2 separate regions of the Gossypium arboreum genome follow, and region 2 is linked to region 1. Evidence: chromatin contacts called from public Hi-C data. All regions are on one chromosome and are shown on one strand. Each heading gives the region's core, a stretch centred on a gene start, on an enhancer-like site or on the middle of the called end of the contact. The rest is flanking DNA. Distances are from core to core; before and after follow the strand shown. Region 1 holds the start of LOC108485746 (secretory carrier-associated membrane protein-like). Region 2 holds the start of LOC108484558.

Region 1 (4,355 bases), core at 772-3,271:
AAGCTCGATAAAGTGGACGATACCATAGTAAATAAGCTCCTGGTACGCCTATAATGAAATAGATGACAGCCAGGAACCATATCCTTACCCCTAAATGTAATAGTTTTTAAGATTCAACCATCAGAATCTAAAGATTGTAATGAAAAAGAAAGAAAACCCAGGAGTAGCAACGGGATTTCTAATCCAACCTGACCCTTTGATGCTTGCTGTGGAAACAGCTATGATATTCCAGAAAAGGCATAGGATCAACCCTGCATGAAATGAACATTCATCATTCTATCTTGTTTGTAATAATAAAATCTTAGCTATGCATTTTGACAAGCAGCTTGCTTACATACCTATGAAGGTGGCGAAAGCTACATATAGCATTCGATGTAGATAATTAGGTATGTCATTTGCAATGTCATGGTGGATGATTGGGAAAAACGGTGGCCAATTTTTCACATCCAGAAACACCCCAGCTACAACCAAAACAAAATCAACCTTGTGACGGTCAATCATTATTTTATATATGTATTTTTAAAACCAAGAAGCTGCATTGCAAATTTAAGAATAAAAACATCAAACCTGCTAAAATGAACTTGAAGAAGCTTAAATACCCAGAAGAGAGAGATTAAATTTGCAAAAAAATTTAGTGGCAAATATTACCTCGTGCTAGAGCTTCTTCTTTCCTTTTAACTTCCTGATGAATGCATGTCCGCGAAAGATGGTAATGAGTAAGAATTACGAACAAGGGCAATTCAATGATTCATCTACTGCTAAAGGCCATTGCGTAAGATATATACATACATACATGAATATGGTGACTATGAATAGTATACGCTTTGACTTTTCATTATATAATTAATAAACAGTGTTGTTGATGGGATTTTGAACGTTCGGAGAGACTTTGTGAAATATTGTCCACCAGGGTGACGGCTAACAGATCTCTTCCACAAGTTCGAGCCGGAATGTCTATGTTTGATTTTATACTTAAGTTTTATCTCTCGAATTTGTTTCAAAATGACTCTGCTGGAGCCTGGAGTTCAAGGAATAGTGAGTTTAGAGGGGTGAGTGAAGGAGAACTCAACATTTGCTCTTGATGGGATTTGAACTCTTACTTTCACCTAACAACTACAAGACTAAGGAGGATGCTATTTGTGGGTAAGATTGACATCTCACACTGAGTGTACGGTGGAATCCATGGGAAGTTAAAATTCTGATTTGATAGTAGTATAGGATTCAATTCTTACTTTTTCATTTTAACGCATTAACATGATTTGGACTAATCTCTCTTACTAACAAGTAATAACAGTAAGGAAAAAAAGTCAATTTAAAGCAAAATTATGAAGTGATAGTACAAGGAATAAAAACATAATTTGGCCAAGTTTTTAACATGTTTGTAAAGATGTATTACCTCTTCCCTCCTTCTAAGTTCAGCTTCCTTGGCCTGGAGTTCTCTCTCTTTCTGCTTCAAATTCTACATTTCAAGCATCATAATACATATAGTCAGAAAAAAGCTGATGTGATGAGTTGGACAACATCCAGAAAAGTGGGTTTGAAATTACCGTGGGATTATCAAGATTGATCTCAATGACTGGATTGCGATCATAATTGTAGCTGACAGGTTCAGGAGGAAGAGCTGGAAGCCTTGAGTGCGAATATTGTGAAGGGTTCTGCATGTTTACCAATTATCCAAACTCATAAACTACGTACAGATTCTATATATATGTGTATAGGATAAATTATAAATATAGAGTGGATGGAGAGATATGAAACTCACGGAAAAAGGATTAACTTGATCTTCTTCTTCGTCAAAAGGGTTCCTATCGCGGTAACCAGCCATGGTTCCTTTTCTTGTTCTTGGGATGTGAAGACGACATTTTGTTTACCGAGGGAGAAGTGGTGTTATATAGAGAGAGAAAGAATTTACAAAGTTTGTCTTTGTTGGGATGTACCATTGCGTTGAAGCCAAGGCGAAAAGGAATTTGAGAGACGAGAAGAGAAGGACGGCAACATGGTATATATAAACTACTCTTGTCTTAACTTTCGGATTCATCGAAGAAACTCAGTGTTTTATAGCTTGTTCAGTGTTTCTATTGGAGAGTGACCTGGTAAACAACAACATCTAAGCACGTTATTTCATAGGAAGATAAATGCTTTATCTTCTTTCATCTAAATAAACAGTACGCCTCTACACACAAAATTCGAATCCTAAATAACCAAATTAAGTTAGGATTATCTTTAAACTAAAAACGCCATCAACATTGTTTTGGTCTCTTGGTGTTTTTTTATTGTGCTTTGTGGTATCGATTTGTTTCAGTATACTATTTTAAATTGATCTATATTCTTTAAAAAATTTTAATGTATAAATATATTTATAAATATCAAATTAATAATAGTAAATCAATCTCAAAGATAAAATATTTATCAATTATTTAAATTACTCATTTATAAACTCGACAAATAAAAATCTATCATTCAAATAAATCTAAAATTAATAATAAAATCCATAAAAATCTAAGGATTTAGCTTTTTTTTTGCTGGATTTTTTCTTTGATAATCTTTATTATATTTAAGTTTTATTAGATTTTAAATGTGAATATATATATATATATATATTTTATATTTTAAGAAGGAAGGAAGGCTTGGAAGGTTCTTCACAGTTCTTATTTTCCTATTGGAAATCCCGTTTGAGGATATCCGCCCAAGTCCATTAACAAATCAGCCCAAATTTGGGACATTTGGAGGAGACCACCTGTCTCAGCTAAAGCTTTTTTATCTTCTTCTCTTTCACGACAAAACCGTTTCCCTTAAGAAATATTGCCTCCATTTCAACGCCGTCACCGCTGTCGGAGTCTCGATCGGTTACCGTCGATTCGCTATCCTTAACTGCCCGACGTCTGCGGAACCGCAACAGGACCTCCTGAACGTGAGGGAGACTACCGCTGTCCAATAAAGATGAGTTTTTTTCTCTGCCTTTTTTCGATTTAACTAAACGGGTTGTGGATGGTGAAGTTGAAGTGGCCGAATGGTTGTTGGAGGCTTGTGGGAGAGGGTTTAAGTTTGGTTTAGGGGTTAGTTGAGAGTTGATAGTGGTGAAGATAGTGATGGAGGTGGGAGCCTTGGTTGTTTGGGGATGAAGTTGGGTTAGTGAGGTGCTAAGGGCGGTTTGGTGGGTTAAGGGTGTAGTCGGATGGTTTTGAATCTTGAGGGAAGCTGAAAAAGAATGTTTTTCTTGCTCTGAATTCATAAAAATGCAGCTAACCTCTTTTTGCTTGATTTTTGGATGCTGCTATAGGAGCTAGGAGAGAAGGAGCATGAGCTCCTCATAGAGCTGCGGTGGCATGGCTGTGCTGTGCTGTGCTGGCCTCGTGCGGAATGGTGCCGAGGAATGTAAGCGGTTGTTGCCATTTCCTTGTGCAGGTAGCTGGCCTTTTGGAGGAGACCACCTGTCTCAACAGTTGTTTGAAATTTGGGATGTAATTGTCAACCTTGTGAAGTTTTGGGCTTTTATTGTAAATTTTCAATTTTTGATTTTTTTAAAATCTTGATTTTTTGTATTTTTGTTAAAAAATATTTTTAACGAAATACTTTATAAATAAAAAAAATGAAATAAAATAAATAACTGAATGGGCCAAAAGTAAAATAAATATCATCCAAATGTCCAATTAACTCAAAGTTATGTTAAATTAGTGAGGCATGCACTTCAATTTTTTTTTTTTACAAAATGTAACGCTAAAATCTCAATTTGAATGAACATTAATCTGACATATTTAACAAGTTATGAATATTTGTATTCTTAAACTTGACAATTAAAATTAAGTTAAATTGCATTTATCACAAAATATTAATTTAGATTTGGACAAAATTTAATGTTTGCATATCTACACACCAATGGGATTGATTACGTGCACGGATGCGCAAAAAACAAATAATTTTATAAAATAATTTAAAGTACAGTTTTAATTGCAAGTGTACAATGTCAATTGTAATATTATAGTGTCCAATGAAACGAAACACTGAAGTATTCCAAAGGTTGAACCCAAAGGAGTCGGCGATTAAGTGATTTCTAAACTACAGAAATGCAATTAAAAGAGTCTAGTTGACTAATCACTAAATAATTATATTACGACAAGTCATACAAAGGGTTAATTACACTAATTAACTACCTAGAAATGTAAAAGGATTAAATTGTAAATCTAGCAAGGTATGAATCTAACAAATATGATAACAAACAACGGTTGGTTAACCTTTGAATTAGCGATCTAAATAACTAATACTCCTAAATTGGTCTAATTTTATCTCTCGGGCTCAATTTTACCAAGTTAAATAAATTAGTTTAGTTTATCTCTCGACCTCATCGAAGTAATTTA
Region 2 (4,355 bases), core at 615-3,114, 330 kb after region 1:
AAAAACACATGTTAGCATGGGCACTAACACAAATTAAGCTACAATAATATATGTGTTCGGCCTATAGCCCAATTATTCAATGAGAATAAAAAGAAAGGCTATATATAAACTTTCTTAATAATTTATATTTAACCAATGTAGAATAGCTCAAACCCAATTTATTGGACCTATGCAATGTACCAGTTTCTTCCTCATCACCTTCGCTTTTCATACCCTTTACTAACACAACTCCTTTCTTTCTCAAATACATCACACAGTATTAACTCAATCATGAGAGAGCGTGCGTTTTAGAGTACAAATTTGGATGCCATTAGCTGTTTTATCATGAAGAAATAATATACAAAAGACTAGTTGGAGAAGTGGAGATATTTAACTATATATTTGGTTGAGGCTGGGGGTAGGCTAGGTGGGTGGGATGGGTCACGTGTACTTTATTTATTTATTGCCATTTCACATGTGTAAAATGTGTTGATTGAAGATTGAGAGAATATGACACTAGTTTGACACCTCCTCCTCCTCCTTACATTACGATTTTAGAAAAATAACGATAATTTCACCCTTTTTTTAATATTATGTGAGATACAAATTACAATCTTTTTCTAAATAATAAAAAACCTACAATATTTTTACAAAGGCCTCTCACTCATGGCGTACAGAGAATTAATGCGGCCAATGGCTTGGTCACTTCCCAAATGCCATTTTCCTTTTTTTTTTCTTTGGTTTTGCTGAGGTTAGCCTCTTAACTGTCAAATTTTATTTCTTTATTTTGTTACATTCGTGATTATTTTTTAATAATATTGTCTTTAAAGTTGAAATCCACCTTCTTTCAAACATTTATAATTTCTTAAATTATGCTATACTATACATGTTGGGATAACTATGAGGTTACATCCACCAATTAAAGCTTCAATTATTGCCCTTTAATTTTAATTTTACAATCATATGATAAAATTCCCAAACAATGAAAAATAAGTGTAAAAATTCTACATAATGTGAGTGTTCAAGGAAAATAATTACATGGTTTGTGGCTTTATAAATAAAGGCTATCTTTTTATGTTGAGAAGGTTGGTTTTTTCTTTTGAAGTACACAGTAGGAAAAGCCACTGATTGTTTTGTTTGGAATTGAATGAAAGACCAACTAAGCTTAAACCATTGGGCAGCAAAAATTGGATTGGGATGGATCAGTTATTGGTTCTTCACAAACCCAAGATGAATGGAGACCAAAATGGCCTCATAAGATAAGACCCAAATGGAACATTTGTCTCATTCAGCTTCTTGTCTGGTATACTTTACATCCAAACTTGTTTGTTGCAAACTATGGGCTATATATGTTTGATAGTCCATCAAATTCAGTATTTATAAAATTAAATAAATATAACTTAAATTGAAATAATGAGATTGGCTTTCCTATTGACTGTTGATACAGATGGCTAAAGAAAAGTAGATGCGGTCACTGCTCATAAGCAGCATCTCTCTTTGTTTTTTAAGTTTGTGTTTGTCATGTTACTTGGCATAAATCAACTTGTATCGCAAAATCTAAGGGTTGATTAGATGTGGCATATGCAACTTTACCAGTCCAAGATTCCATCATAGGTAGGGTCTCAAATTATTAGGCAAGGGCTAGTGTTTTTGTTCCAAATATTGAGACAATTTAACAACTTTTTCCTAATCTTACTGATTATTTCATACGTTTAAGAACAGATCATTTCCATGTAAATCCATGAAAGTTGTGGGTCAAGTGTTCGACCACAAACCATAAACCCAATCACAACCGTTCAATTAACCCTAACAGTGGTCCCACATCGACCGCCCATTCTGGTTAGATTTAGACATCACATGTACCGAGGGACTGTAAAAAGACATACCAATAATCCCCCCACCTCCTCTTCTAGACGACTAGAACATGCGCCGCTCCTTAAAAATTCCACAAATCACGAGACATATGCAGCTCAAAGGGACTTGAATGAAAAACGACGAAATATGAAGGTCATTTAGATAAATAGAAATATGTTACCTAAGAATAAAATGCACTCCATTGAGGTTACGCCTCCGTTATGGGGAGTGGAGACTTTCTTCATCGAGTCTAAAGCCGGGAAATACTTAATCTACTTACCAACAGATCATTGCTGAACTTAAAACTCAACAATGGCACTTTGTTTCTGAGTCAATCTGTAGATTCCATTTCCTCAAATGGGTTGCTGTGTAAGCACCAACACAGGTTCCCTTCGTGCGAAGGAATCACATTTGCAAGTGGGTGTTGAATCCAAAGCTCCACCACCTTCGGCTGAAGAAGAAACTGTGAAGGAAGTTTTATCTGAAACCCCAAAACCCAAAGCTCCCATCTTTACCCCACAACAAGAAGAGAGCAAGCAAACCCAGATTGAGAAACCGGTCTTTGTCAAGATCCAAGAGAAGGAAAGCCTTAATTTCAACGTCAAGACCAAACCAAAATCACCTGTCCTTGAAGAGTCAGCTTCGGAAGAGGTTTCCGAGATTTGCAGCGTGAGTTTAAGTGAAAGCCTTTCCACTGTTACTGATAGGAGAGATGAAGAAGATGAAGTGAGGCAGCTAAAGGTGTTCAGATCTTCGGCAAGACCCGGGTCAAGGAACCGTGTCGTGGGTCGGAAGCTTGATCAATCACCTAACAAAAGAAATGGGGTCGTGAACGGGGGATCATCAGTGAGGTTGGTTCAAAGTAAGGGGGGATCCCCAGTGAAACGTGGGTCAAGACCCGATCCGCCAAGGAAGGATCCGGGTGAGAGTTCAGGGAGGAGGTCAAGATCACCTGCGGTGAATAGAGCTGTAATGGGTCGGAGCTCGTCCGGAGGTAGGACCATTCATTCTCCTGGTAGGGTCCGACGTGACCCAGGAGAGCAACAACAACACGTTACTACAACTACCATGGAAGGGAAATGGCCAAGCAGCAATAATAATGGTGCTACAACGAGTGCTCCAAATGAATCACTTGAAAATCCTCTTGTCTCCCTTGAATGTTTCATCTTTCTTTAAGGATTAAAAGAAAATATTGTACCTTTAGAGTTCATATATTGTAATTTCTCTTATTGTTTTTGTTTTGTTTGTGAATACTGATTCAATGCAAATGTCAATCCGGACTGCAATGCAATGGGAGATTTTGGTTGTATTTAAGAACGTATGAAATTGAATGCCTTTAACTTGACATGTTGGTGTGGAAAAACATGTGTTTTCTGCAAAATATGATTCAATTTGGTACAAAATGATTGCTCCTTTTCCATCTTTCTTTATCCAAGAACTTGAGGCTTCTATTGGGTTTTTGGTATGGTTAAAGGAGTTCACATTGAGACAACTTTAAGAACAAAAAAGTTTTATCTTTAGAGATTAATCATATGATTGAGATGCGTAATTATGTCTTTGAAACTAGATCTTGAGCTGCCTACTACTATACCTGGAACTCCTTTTAGGATTCTCACAAAGACCAGACCATAAGGAGAATGCATGGGTTCTTCATGCAGCTAGCCCCCATATAGGTTGGTTCACGGTGGATTACTCATTAGCATCATGATTGATGGTTAATTTTTAAGTATTTATTTACGAGATTAGTGGCAATATCATATCTTTGGCTATTTTTTTTTTTTGTTGTTGCTAAAAGAATCGTTTACGGAACAAATTTTTTCAAAAGTGCTCAAACAAGAGTATATCAAATGTTGTATATCAAATTTTAAATTATGTTTTGATTGTTTTTTTTTTTTTCAAGTAATATCTAATTTATGTATTATGTATTTTATTATAAACACATCAGCATTTATTTAATTTTTTTCTACAAATAGAGCTAAAATGCGTGAAAAACTTTAATTTAAACACCTCTACAGAAGTTAGACCCTTCTTTAATCACTTTAAAAAGTTTAAGTCTTATATGAGTAACCTCTAAAAGATTAAACTCTATTTTGAACGTTTACCCATTTTTTTTCCTGAAATAATGAGAGAAAGAGCAGCATGGTTGGCACACACTCAGCTTTAAATATTCTATGATTTTAAAAGGAACACAAATGGAAAATGGAGAAATAAAGAAAGAAATGAAGATTTTGGAGAATGGAAGAGGGGGAAATCATATTAGTAGAGGTTTGAAGATGAAAGACAGTAGGAGTGGTCCAATATTTTAATGTTAAAATGGCTAATGGAATATGTTATTGGACGCTCTTTACAAAGAGGAATAATGGGGGAAAGAAGATCAGATATATCAGTTATTTTGGACTGTTGCTTTAGCTTTTTTCTATGGTCGTCTCTTTTCCGTAGGCAAAGACAAAAATATGGAAGTTCAAAAGTTCAAAATATTTCAACCAAAATGGCTTTAACTTTTGTTTCCATTACAAAGATGA

The links. A called contact is a pair of places that touch in the nucleus more often than the background predicts.
Region 2: a Hi-C map of leaf shows a contact between it and region 1, with 3 times the contacts expected there. The contact joins the promoter of LOC108484558 here to the promoter of LOC108485746 in region 1. A contact is called at or near these places in 2 of 5 Hi-C or Micro-C datasets (both in leaf).

What each region holds. Positions count from the first base shown.
Region 1 is chr6:42,392,180-42,396,534 of ASM2569848v2, forward strand. LOC108485746 (secretory carrier-associated membrane protein-like) reads right to left here and starts at 2,022. Exons shown (of 12, transcript XM_017789590.2): 1 at 1,763-2,022; 2 at 1,548-1,655; 3 at 1,397-1,459; 4 at 649-682; 5 at 339-461; 6 at 189-251; 7 at 1-90. The coding sequence starts at 1,825.
Region 2 is chr6:42,723,459-42,727,813 of ASM2569848v2, forward strand. It overlaps LOC108484558, which reads left to right and starts at 1,865. Exons shown (of 1, transcript XM_017788378.2): 1 at 1,865-3,196. The coding sequence starts at 2,191. The coding sequence ends at 3,009.